Regions from separate parts of the Mus musculus genome. Here region 1 is linked to region 2. The links are chromatin contacts, called in public HiChIP or PLAC-seq maps. All regions are on one chromosome and are shown on one strand. Each heading gives the region's core, a stretch centred on a gene start, on an enhancer-like site or on the middle of the called end of the contact. The rest is flanking DNA. Distances are from core to core; before and after follow the strand shown. Region 1 has its middle 21 kb from the start of Anpep. Region 2 holds the start of Mesp2 (mesoderm posterior 2).

Evidence for each region. HiChIP or PLAC-seq counts read pairs in DNA pulled down with a chosen protein or histone mark.
Region 1: an H3K27ac HiChIP or PLAC-seq map of embryonic stem cells shows a contact between it and region 2, with 4 times the contacts expected there. The contact joins the enhancer-like site here to the promoter of Mesp2 in region 2. A contact is called at or near these places in 2 of 39 promoter capture datasets (the C10 cell line and second pharyngeal arch cranial neural crest), 1 of 15 datasets of contacts at CTCF or cohesin (the NIH/3T3 cell line), 7 of 484 Hi-C or Micro-C datasets (bone marrow-derived macrophages, embryonic fibroblasts, embryonic stem cells and 4 more), 4 of 115 datasets of contacts at active chromatin or transcription factors (bone marrow-derived macrophages and embryonic stem cells) and 4 of 9 other capture datasets (adipose tissue, embryonic stem cells, liver and 1 more).

Annotation. Positions count from the first base shown.
Region 1 is chr7:79,866,972-79,871,951 of GRCm38.p6, reverse strand. No RefSeq gene overlaps it. Among named protein-coding and RNA genes, the nearest start is that of Anpep, 21 kb to the right of the region's middle. Within about 2 kb of position 2,646, at least 44 of the 459 cell types and tissues checked have an H3K27ac peak or open chromatin away from gene starts, as enhancers often do. A contact at or near this core is called in adipose tissue, bone marrow-derived macrophages, embryonic stem cells and 1 more, where this site is marked.
Region 2 is chr7:79,807,261-79,812,258 of GRCm38.p6, reverse strand. It overlaps Mesp2 (mesoderm posterior 2), which reads right to left and starts at 1,532. Exons shown (of 2, transcript NM_008589.2): 1 at 500-1,532. The coding sequence starts at 1,330.

The sequences.
Region 1 (4,980 bases), core at 1,397-3,896, 59 kb before region 2:
ACAGTGGGACTTCTAGAGAGAGCAGCCAGGTACTTCCTCTCTGTCCAGTTCATGTGTGTGCTAATGGTCTGATGGTTTTCAATTCTACACTTATAATTTGTCTTTTGCTGTAGGCTGTACTTCAGCTGGAAAAAGAAAAGACAAATAGCAGCAACTTGGCATGGTGGTGCACATCTGTCTATTCTGCCCTGTGCTCAGAAGGTTGGGGCAGGAGCATTCGCTCCATAGTTGAAGCCACCTTGGTCTCCATGAGACCCTGTCTGAAAACATGCAGCTTTACTGGTGGAAAACTAATCTGTCAAAAACATGTGGGATAGTGACTGACTGGTGGTATGAGCTGAAGAACTGTTACCTCATGGTTGTCACTGTCCTTACTGCCACTGTCCCACCACCCTGCTGCACCACTCCACACTGTTCCACAGGGCCGCAGGGTTGCAGAGATACTTACGTTCATGGGCCCCTTGAATACAGGAGGGTTCCGTTCTAGGATAGAGGTGAGAAGAGACTTCCTAGGGGAAGCATAGCTCAGTGGACCACTGAGGGCTTTAACCAGTGATCCCAGGGTATGTGTTAGCTTGAGCTACCAGCTGAGCACAGGGTCTGGAGCCAGAGGCAGGACAGAACTCATGGATCACCTCAGTCCCTCGGTGCAGCTCTAGTGGAATATCAGATCGGGCCATTTATAAAGAACAGGAATCTCGCCCAGCAGTGGTGGCACAGGCCTTTAATCCCAGCACTTGGGAGGCAGAGGCAGGCAGATTTCTGAGTTTGAGGCCAGCCCGGTCTACAGAGTGAGTTCCAGGACAGCCATGGCTACACAGAAAAACCCTGTTTTGGGGAAAAAACAAAACAAAACAAAACAAAACATAAAGAACAGGAATGTCATCAGGCTCTTCTTGGCTTTCTAGTCTACCAAGATAGGAGCAGCAGGCAGCCTCCTGCTGCCACAGACAGGAGCTGTCCTATTGCCAAGCACCAAGTCCTTGCTCTATTCCAACAATCCCCACCATGAAGGCGTATATCCCCGGAACCAAGCTCTAAACCGGTTCTCATTTAATGCAAACTAATGAACTAGTTTGGGGTTGTTAGTTTTGTTTTCTGCAGTCTGGGAAGATCTTTGTGGTGCATGATCATGACCCCATGGCAGGAGGTGGAGGTCCAGTCGGATTTCAGAACAAAGACCTCAGCAATCCGTTCCACAGTGCCCAGTGCTCGCTCACAGGTCCCTCCCCCAACATGGCCACCTTTGGAGGTAAAGCTTCCAGTTCCCCACTTTGCAGACACTTAGCACAGACTAAGATCCCCAAAGATGGAGAGCAGGCCTGAGGCAGCAAGGGAGGCTTGGAGGGAAAGGAAAGCTGAGTCTGGCTAAGTCTCACAGGGCCTTGAGCTCTCACCCGGCAACCCCCCACCCCACCCACCCCCACCCCCACCCCTGCTGGCCTCAAACCCCTGCCTCCCAAATGCTGGGATTATAGTCATGCACCACAACGTTTAATTCTGGTTTTATTTTGTTTTTATTTGTTTGTTTGAGACAGGGTTTCTCTGTGTAGCCCTGGCTGTGCTGGAACTCACTCTGTAGACCAGGCTGGTCTCGAACTCAGAAATCCACCTGCCTCTGCCTCCCAAGTGTTGGGATTAAAGGTGTGCACCACCACCGCCCGGCTTGTTTTTATTTTTATTCTTGACTTTTGAGCAGAGTGTGGATGAAGAGGGAAAGAAAAGATGCCTCAGAGCCCAACTGGGAGAGCATTTGTGGTGACCCAGGCTAGATCCGAGTGGGACAGTGGGGACAGACATGGAGCAGACTTGTAGCACACTGTAGAGCTCGAATTGGCAGGACTTGGAAAGTGTCATGGTGTAGATCGAGGTCAAGGGAAGAGCAGGCAAGACCTTGGTGACCTGCAAGTAACAGGGGCCTGCTCACAGGCAGACAGTACCCAAGCAGGACCGAGTGTCCACCCCAAGGTTGCGAAGAGAGAAAGCCGAGGCTGTGAGAGTTGTGGGGGGGGGGGGGGTTGCGGCTGGGAGTTCTGGAAGCCTGGCAAGGGCACAGGGAAAGCAGTGCCCAGGAAGAACCTGGCCTATGGCAGACTGCTGCTTACACAGCCTGCTCACACAAGCTCAGGTTAGAAGACTCTGTGGCCATAGAATGGGAGTCCCTAGTTACCAGGGAAACTAAATTTTCCTTCTTGGTTTCTTAGTCTTGTGATAAAAGAATTTAAATACAGACCAGCAAGGAAGCTTGAGGACAATTTTATTGGAGTTTGGAAGAAAATTATAGAGCTGCCTGGAGGAGGAAGCCGAAGGAAAAGAAGAGTGAAGGGGGAGGGGGGTTTGCAACGGCGATGTGCAAACAATCACGTGGGTGGGAAAAGTGTGGGGGTGGGGCTTTGTGAAAAGGTAAAAAGAGCCCAGAGTGGCAGAGAAAGCATGGTCCAGTTCCTGGCCAGTATGTAAGAGAGAGAGGGTGTGGGATGGAAGAGAACTTGCTCTTTTCTGTGTTAGGACTCCGTGGAAAGGATACAGAAAGGAAGTCCTGCCAGCCACCATCCCCAGGGAGGGATATGAGGTCCCTACCCAGGGCTGGAGGTAAAACTCCTTTCTTTGTTAGAAGAAAGAATCAGGAAGTAGTAGTTCTCCTTTGTTGAGTTCTTGACTCTACAAAGCCCAGATGCCCCACCCAGTGGTAATTTAAATCCTAAGAGACTTCCTTCCTAATGTTACCAGGGAAACGGGAGGGAAGGGATCCATCTCCAATGGCTTCCAGGTCTGCTTGCATTTCCAGCTACAGAACTCCAGGGCTTTGGGAAGTGTGAGGGAGGAGATTGCCTTGGAATGGGTGTACAGAGTAGGCCTTGGCCAAAGATGGTCTTAGGTAGTCCAACTGACCCAGGCCCTGTCAGGGAAGAGGCAGCCCAGAATGGTGTGAAGCAGACAGTGTGTCATCGTCTCAACCCAGGGAAGGAAGGCTAAGAACTAATCGTGGGGATGGGGCAGGCAGCTGAAACAAGCTGGTCAGAATTCTACTCCAGGGGAGAATGGGATAGCCAACGTTTTGACACCAGGCTAGACTACTTCTTGCGAGTGACTGCTTTCATTAGTGACTGGTGTACATACTAGAGGTGTGCCAGCTCACAGAAGACACCTGCGGGGTCATAGCACTGTGCAATGGGGATCATTCTACCTCTGTCTGGCAGGGAGCCATTCCCCAGATAAGGGTTGTTCCTTCAACCTGGGTCCTGGAATGCAGGTGACTTGGCACAAAACTGCAGCCAGCTTATGACAGCATGGAATGTGAACAAGAAAGGAACCACCACGTTGTAAGGCTGTTGGTTACTGAGAAACAGGGTGCCAGACCTTAGGAGGCCCTAAGACCTTAGCATAACCACCTCAGGGCTGGAAGTACCACTCAGGCCGTAAAACAACACGCAGACAGCACCGCCTGCCAAAAAAAACGAGAACAAAGACCCACTCCGTCAAATCCTGTCGTTCTGGGAAGTCTCTGAATGGACTCACCTTGCCCCTTAGCTTCTGTAGTTCCACTTCTAACTGTTAGTCAACCCAGAACATGGCTTTTGTGCTCAAATGGCTGCCCTGATAGGGGCTTGGAGCTACACTGGCTCCCCAACACCCAGCTAGCTAATAAAGACTTTCTATTGGCTCAAAACCTTGAATCCAAGCAGTCTCCTCTGGTGGATCCCCACAGCTGGGGCCCGACAAGCCTCCCCTAGCGGATGCAGGGGTCTCGAGGGCGGCATCACACACTGCGCCAGGGGTTCTGTGTGTTTGAGTCAAATCTAAACTAACTCAGGAGCGAGGCAGCCCGACACATAGGGTTGGTTCCGAGTGGTGTGATCTCATTAGTAGAGCGTGCTGACTAGTCCCTAGAGATGAGAGAGCACTGTCTGCCGGCTTGGCAGGAGCAAGTGCAAAGGGAGGGCCCGTTGGGCCCGTTCAATGTGTTTCCTATTGTAACATGACTGTAATTCACGACTACATAATGCCAGAACTGCAAATGTCCAATGTGAGTTCAGGCCAAAGACTAGTTGAAAGAACTGGTTTGGTTTGATTTGGGTCCAGGATGAGACTCAGGGCTAAGTAAGAACTCTAACCAGACTCTTCAGAATTCTACCTCCCCAACCCCCACTCCCTTTCTCTCTGTTGTTGTTGGTTATGGTTTGTTTCTTTGTTCACTTTTTTCCAAGACAGGGTTTCTCTGTGTAGCCCTGGCTGTCCTGGAACTCACTCTGTAGATCAGGCTGGCCTTGAACTCTGCCTCTCAAATGCTGGGTTTACAGGTGTGTGCCACCACCACCCTTTGGATTTTTTGATTTTTGGTATTTTTGTTTTTTGTTTTGTTTTAGTGTGTGTGTGTGTGTGTGTGTTATGTGTGATGTCTGTGTATGTGTGCCTGGGTGTACACACCTATGCACATACAGAAGTCAAAGGAGGGTGGCACGCCCTGCTCTCTCACCCTCTGCCTTATTCCCCTGGCAGGCTTTCACGGACACTGGAGCCAGGCTGGCAGCCAGCAAGCCCTGGGATTCTGCTGTGGTACACAAAGACACCTAAAATTTACATGGGCCTCGGGATTTGAACACACTTCTTCATGCTTGTGTAGCAAGCATTCCTGCTTACATGCTGAGTCAGGCCCCGGCCCTTGGTTTTGTTTTGTTTGAGACTTGGTCTCATGTAGCTCAGGCTGACCCATGTAGCCCAGGCTGAGGAGAACCTGACACTCCTGATCCTCAAGTCTCTTAAGTTCCTGGGGTTACAGGTATGTGCCCTCACCTGGCTAGAATTCATATTCCCTTTATACAGCTCCAGCAAATGACTGACTTGGAGATTAAGTCACTAAGGGTAACATGGCTATTATATGGCAGATAGCAACACAAGATACCAGTGTGTGCTTGAATCCAAAGCTTGTGCTTATTAACCTGGTATGAAAACCCCTTTTGTCATTGTTTAACTGTTAGC
Region 2 (4,998 bases), core at 283-2,782:
GAGCTGTATAATCGGATACAGGGAAAGTACAAAGCAACCAGAGAGTGCTTGGTAAAACCCAGTCATCACTATAATCTTTTATGGGCCACAAGTCATTTATGGATGAACGCATCTCAAAGAAAACACTCAGGTCACCACTTCCAGAAGGATCTATTTAGGAGGTGCTGCCAATACCCCTGGGCCTCACTCATGTACTGAACTTAGAATTTCCAGCTAGTGAAGGCCCTCGCCTTCCACCCTGGCCTCTGTGTAAATCCGAGGGCCATCCTCTCTTCACCAAGCTGTGGTGACTGTTGCACAGCAAAGGTGGCAATTATGGCAGTGGCTATAACTTCCCGGGGCCTCATCTCTTCTCCTACAGGTGTAAATAAGGCTATTTCCATCTATCCCTTCATTGGATAACCTGGGACCTGATGAGTAGGAGACCCTGTACAAACGAGAGACCGTCCACTTTAGTTCCAAATGAAGCCATGAAAATGGCAGGGGTCCTAGGACCTACCTGATACACTTTAGTCAGCTCTGCAGGTTCAGTGGATTGTGTCCAGTGTCCAGTCTTGTTCCTAGGCTCTGGGGACATCTGCATGCCAGGACATGCTTGAGGTGGTGCCCAGGGAGAGGAGTCAGCGGCTCTTTCTAGGGACTGGTGTAAGGGTGACTGTATTTGGGGACAATAAGGAGGTGTCACCCAGGGATCCACGTTGGAGATCCTGTTCCCAAGGTTTTCAGGTGAGATCAGAGGTCCAGGACAAGCAGGCGGGCACCCCCAGGACACCCCACTACTCATGGCTGATCCCAGGCTAGGACCAAGCATCTGAGCCTGTGAGGGGCTGCCACCGTCGGGGCATTGAGGGCATCGGTGAGAGAACGCCGCGTCCGCACTCCGTCGGCGCCTGCGCCGCAGACTGTCCTCGCTGAGGCCCAGCAGGGCTGACAGGTGGCCGATGTAGCGGATGGCCAGGCGCAGCGTCTCGATCTTGGTCAGGCTCTGGCCTGCAGGTGCCACCGACGGCGGCAGGAAGCGGCGCAGTTCTTGCAGCGCGCGGGCGAGTGTGCGCATGCGCAGCTTCTCGCGCTCGCTGGCGCTCTGCCGCTGTCCGCCTGCGGGCGCTGGGCGCGTTCGTCGGGGCGCCGTCGCCTGGGTAGTGCGCGTGCTACGGGCCGGGCCGGCGGGCTGCGAGGGCCGACGGGTGGCGTAGCAAGGGCAGGAACCGGACGAATCTGAGGACGAGGCCGGAGACGTGGAGTCCGATTGCTGAGCCCAGCCCCAGCCCTGGGAGAAGACCCAGTGGTCGAGACCCTGGAGGCTCTGAGGAGGAGGCGACTGGGCCATGGCTGGTGTGACTCTGGGAAGCTGGACCGGTCACCTCCAGGTCCTAGCTTTTATCTGGACTAAAGGTGTGAGGTGGTCCCCTGCCAGGTTGCAGAGAGGTGTCAAAACCCACAGAGCCCAGGGAAGGTCTGGGCAGGGGGGCCCTGGGAAAGCGGGCCCATTTGCAGAGGTGTGGATTCTGACCCCTCGAAGGCTCTAATGGAGGCCCCTGCTGCCGGGAAGTGTGGGAGAGACAATTCGCATCTGGATGGAGTTGCTAAGCTTCTCACCGAGCCCCCACCTTCACTCCGCCCTGCTACTGCAGGGTGAATACACCCGAACCCACCACCACGGTAGATGGCTGCTGGGTACCTGGATGTCTATCCCGTGCCTCTGGTTCACTTACAGAGTGGCCACCCTTCATCATTAGCCTTTAATGGGCTATGCCTGTGCTGGTTCCGACCAGCACAGTGGGGCTTCCTCAGGTTCCCCCATTAGCCAATTTGCTGTATACACTTAGAAACTCTCACTGACCACAGTATCTGTACCCACTAAAAATGGAACCCAGCAGCCTGGAGGGTTCCAGGCTGGGAAGTGGAAATGGAAGGAGGTGGATGCCAAAGCCAACTTGAAGCTTTGTGTCACCTTGAAGCCACCTAATTTCTTTGAGCTCATCTCAGTAGGAATTGCTGCACAGAATGACTTCCAGCCCTCCCTGGATTAATCCTGAAATTGCTTGCTATGGGCTTTCATTGTGCCTACACTTTATAAAGAAGGGACTGATACAGGTGTGGTCCATATACCCGTAATTTAGCACTTGGGAGACTGAGGCAGGAGAATTGGAGGGAGGTGAGGTCAACCTGTACCCATCAAGAACTTGTTCCAGAAAAGAAAATCAATCAAACAAATAAACCCAGTACTGCCACCGGTGACCACTCATGGCTATAGTCCAAGCCCTTGGGAGGTAGAGGCCAGAGGATGAGGAGTTCAAGTCCATAGAAAGTTTGAGGCCAGCCTGGGCTACATGAAACCCTGTCTCAAAAAACTAAAACAAATCAAACCCAGGCACTAACATTTCAAAGTGTTTATGGGCACACATTTGCTTATTATATGCAGGGCCCTTAACCTGCCTGAGCTTGTCCTGATTAGCAAAACAGCTAAGTATGGCATCTGCTCCCAGAACTTCTGTGAGAAACAGCTGAGGTAATAAAAGCCAAGGACAGGCTCTCCTGAGCATCAACTGCAACTGAAACAAGGCACCCATACCCTGCATCATCTCCAGGACAGAAAGCTAAGGGTTAAATGAGCTTTTGGCGCAGTCAGGCCTTAGCCACCGAGGCTGAGCAGGTCCAGCTGGGTCTTGAACCAAGAGCATTGTTTCATTAGGGAGAGGGGACACAGAGAACATTTCCAGAAGGGAAAGGCCTGGAGGTGGGAGGGCCAGGCACGTCTGGAACCAGGCTGAGTTGGTTTTACTCTCAAGGCCACGGGGAGCCTCTTTGACTTTTGAGCAGAAGGGTAAAGTAATCTAAAATATCAGTCAAGGTGAGTGTGACAAGAATACTTTAGAGGACTGGAGAGATGGCTCAGTGGTTAAGAGCACTTGTTGCTCTTGCAAAGGACCTGGGTTCAAGTCCCAGCATCCACATGTTGGCTCACAACCATCAGTAACCTCAATTCTAGTGGATCCAACAGGCACATGTGGTGTACGTACATGCATGAGAGCATTTATTATTTATAAATAAATAAATAAATAAATAAAATTTTAAAAAGTTTTCAAGAAACCTCCCAGCACTAGGAAGTCAGAGGTAGGCAAATCTGTGAGCTCGAAGCCAGCCTGGTCTACAGAGCAAGTTTCAGGACAGCTTGGGCTACACAGAGAAACACTGTTTTCTAAAACAAACAAACAAACAAACAAACAAAAAAGTAGTTTTCAAGAATGGACTTCACTGGCACAGCCTGGAGTAAACAGTGCTTTGTAAATGTTATCACTTAAAAAATTAACTTAATTACATAACCAAATAAACATTTCACTGTGAGAGATGGAAACCTGACAGGTCTGTGACTAAAGGCCCTGTGACTCTTCAGAGTGACCGCCCTGGGTGGTTGCCCTTGGTCCAGCTCAGCCGCTGTAGCCATGTGAACTCATGAACTCAGGTCTCTTTGGGAAGTGCACCGTACTTACTAGGCTTTGGGTCAATCCCCGGGAACTCCTATGCCCCAGCTCAGCAGTGCCAAGGGCAGGAGAGCCCTTGGGCAGTGACGGGCCATGAGGGCTCTACTCTCAAAGAGGCAAGCTGTCACATGTGCTCACTCGGCCTTGGCATGTGCTGGCTTCTGCCATGGGTGAGTCTGGATGTCGGCATTGTGCTTTGGAGTGTCCCAGCCCCCAGAGCTGCAAGACATTAATTTCTTCTCTTTTTTGAGGCAAGGTCTCTCTGTTATGTTCTGGAATGTTCCAGGCGTCCTGGAACTTTCTGTGTAGACCTAAAGGTGTGTATCACCACGTTCAGCCTTTTCTTTCTTGTTTTTTCTTTTTCTTTTTGTGAACTAGACCTCTCACTCTGTGTTTGAATTGAATTTCCACATGAGTTCTATTTTCTCCATTTACATCTCTTGATTTAGCTCATTGCTTCATTTGCTGGGAGATTCCCTGCATTTTAATTCCCACCTCCTGGGGTTGAGAGGGAGCTCAAGGGTCGACCACTTGCCTAGCATGTGCCAGAACCTGGGTTTTATCCCCAGTGCTGAAAGCCAAACAACAAAACAAACTCCTCTTTTTCCTGTTATTTTTTTTTCTAAAAGCTAATTTATTTTTTAAAATGCCCCCCCCCCAACTAGACAGGGTCTCATTATGTAGATCAGGCTGGCCATGAACACTGGGATCTGCCCATCTCTGCCTCTGCCTCCCAAGTGGGATTAAAGGCCTGCGCCAACCACCACTCTTGGCAATTTTGCCCTTTTTGTAACAGCTGTCTCTGGTAGGAACTGATGTGGGCTCTGTGAGAACATATCCTATTAAGGACAACCCAGCCACCTCCAATATCTCTTAAAAGTCCCCACCATCTTCATGCATAGAGCCCAGGTTGGCTTTGAACTTGGGATTGATTCTGCCTCAGTCTCTCAAGTGCTGGCATTATAAGTAGATGCCAAACAGAATCCGTTTCGGTATCACCTCAACATTGCCATAGACAGAACCAAACTCTAACTCAGGAATGTGTGGTGACATACTCAAGCCATGTCGATAGGCCACAGCAGCCCTGAGAGGCTTGTTGACTGACCGTCCTTCCCAGAACAGCATGCTGGAAGCAGATTCTGTCTTCTCCTCAGAACTGTTATGGCCTCCTGGATGTGGTTCTCAGGTCTTCATGCTTGCAACCCATTTGCAGCCATCCCCCCAACATCCTTGTGCTGTATAGCTTGTGTTAACATGACACAAACTAAAGTCATTTGAGAAGGAGGACCCTCAAATAAGCAGATGCCTGCATAAGATTGGGCTGCTAACAAGCCTGCAGGGCACTTTATTAATTCGTAATTGATGTGGGAGGGCCCAGCCCATTGTGGGTGGGGCCAACCCTGGGCTTGATGGTCCTTTGTGCTATGAGAAGTAAGTTAAGCAAGCCACAGAGAGCAAGCCAGAAGGTAGCATCCCTCCATGGCCTCTTCAGCAGCTCCTGCCTCTAGATTCC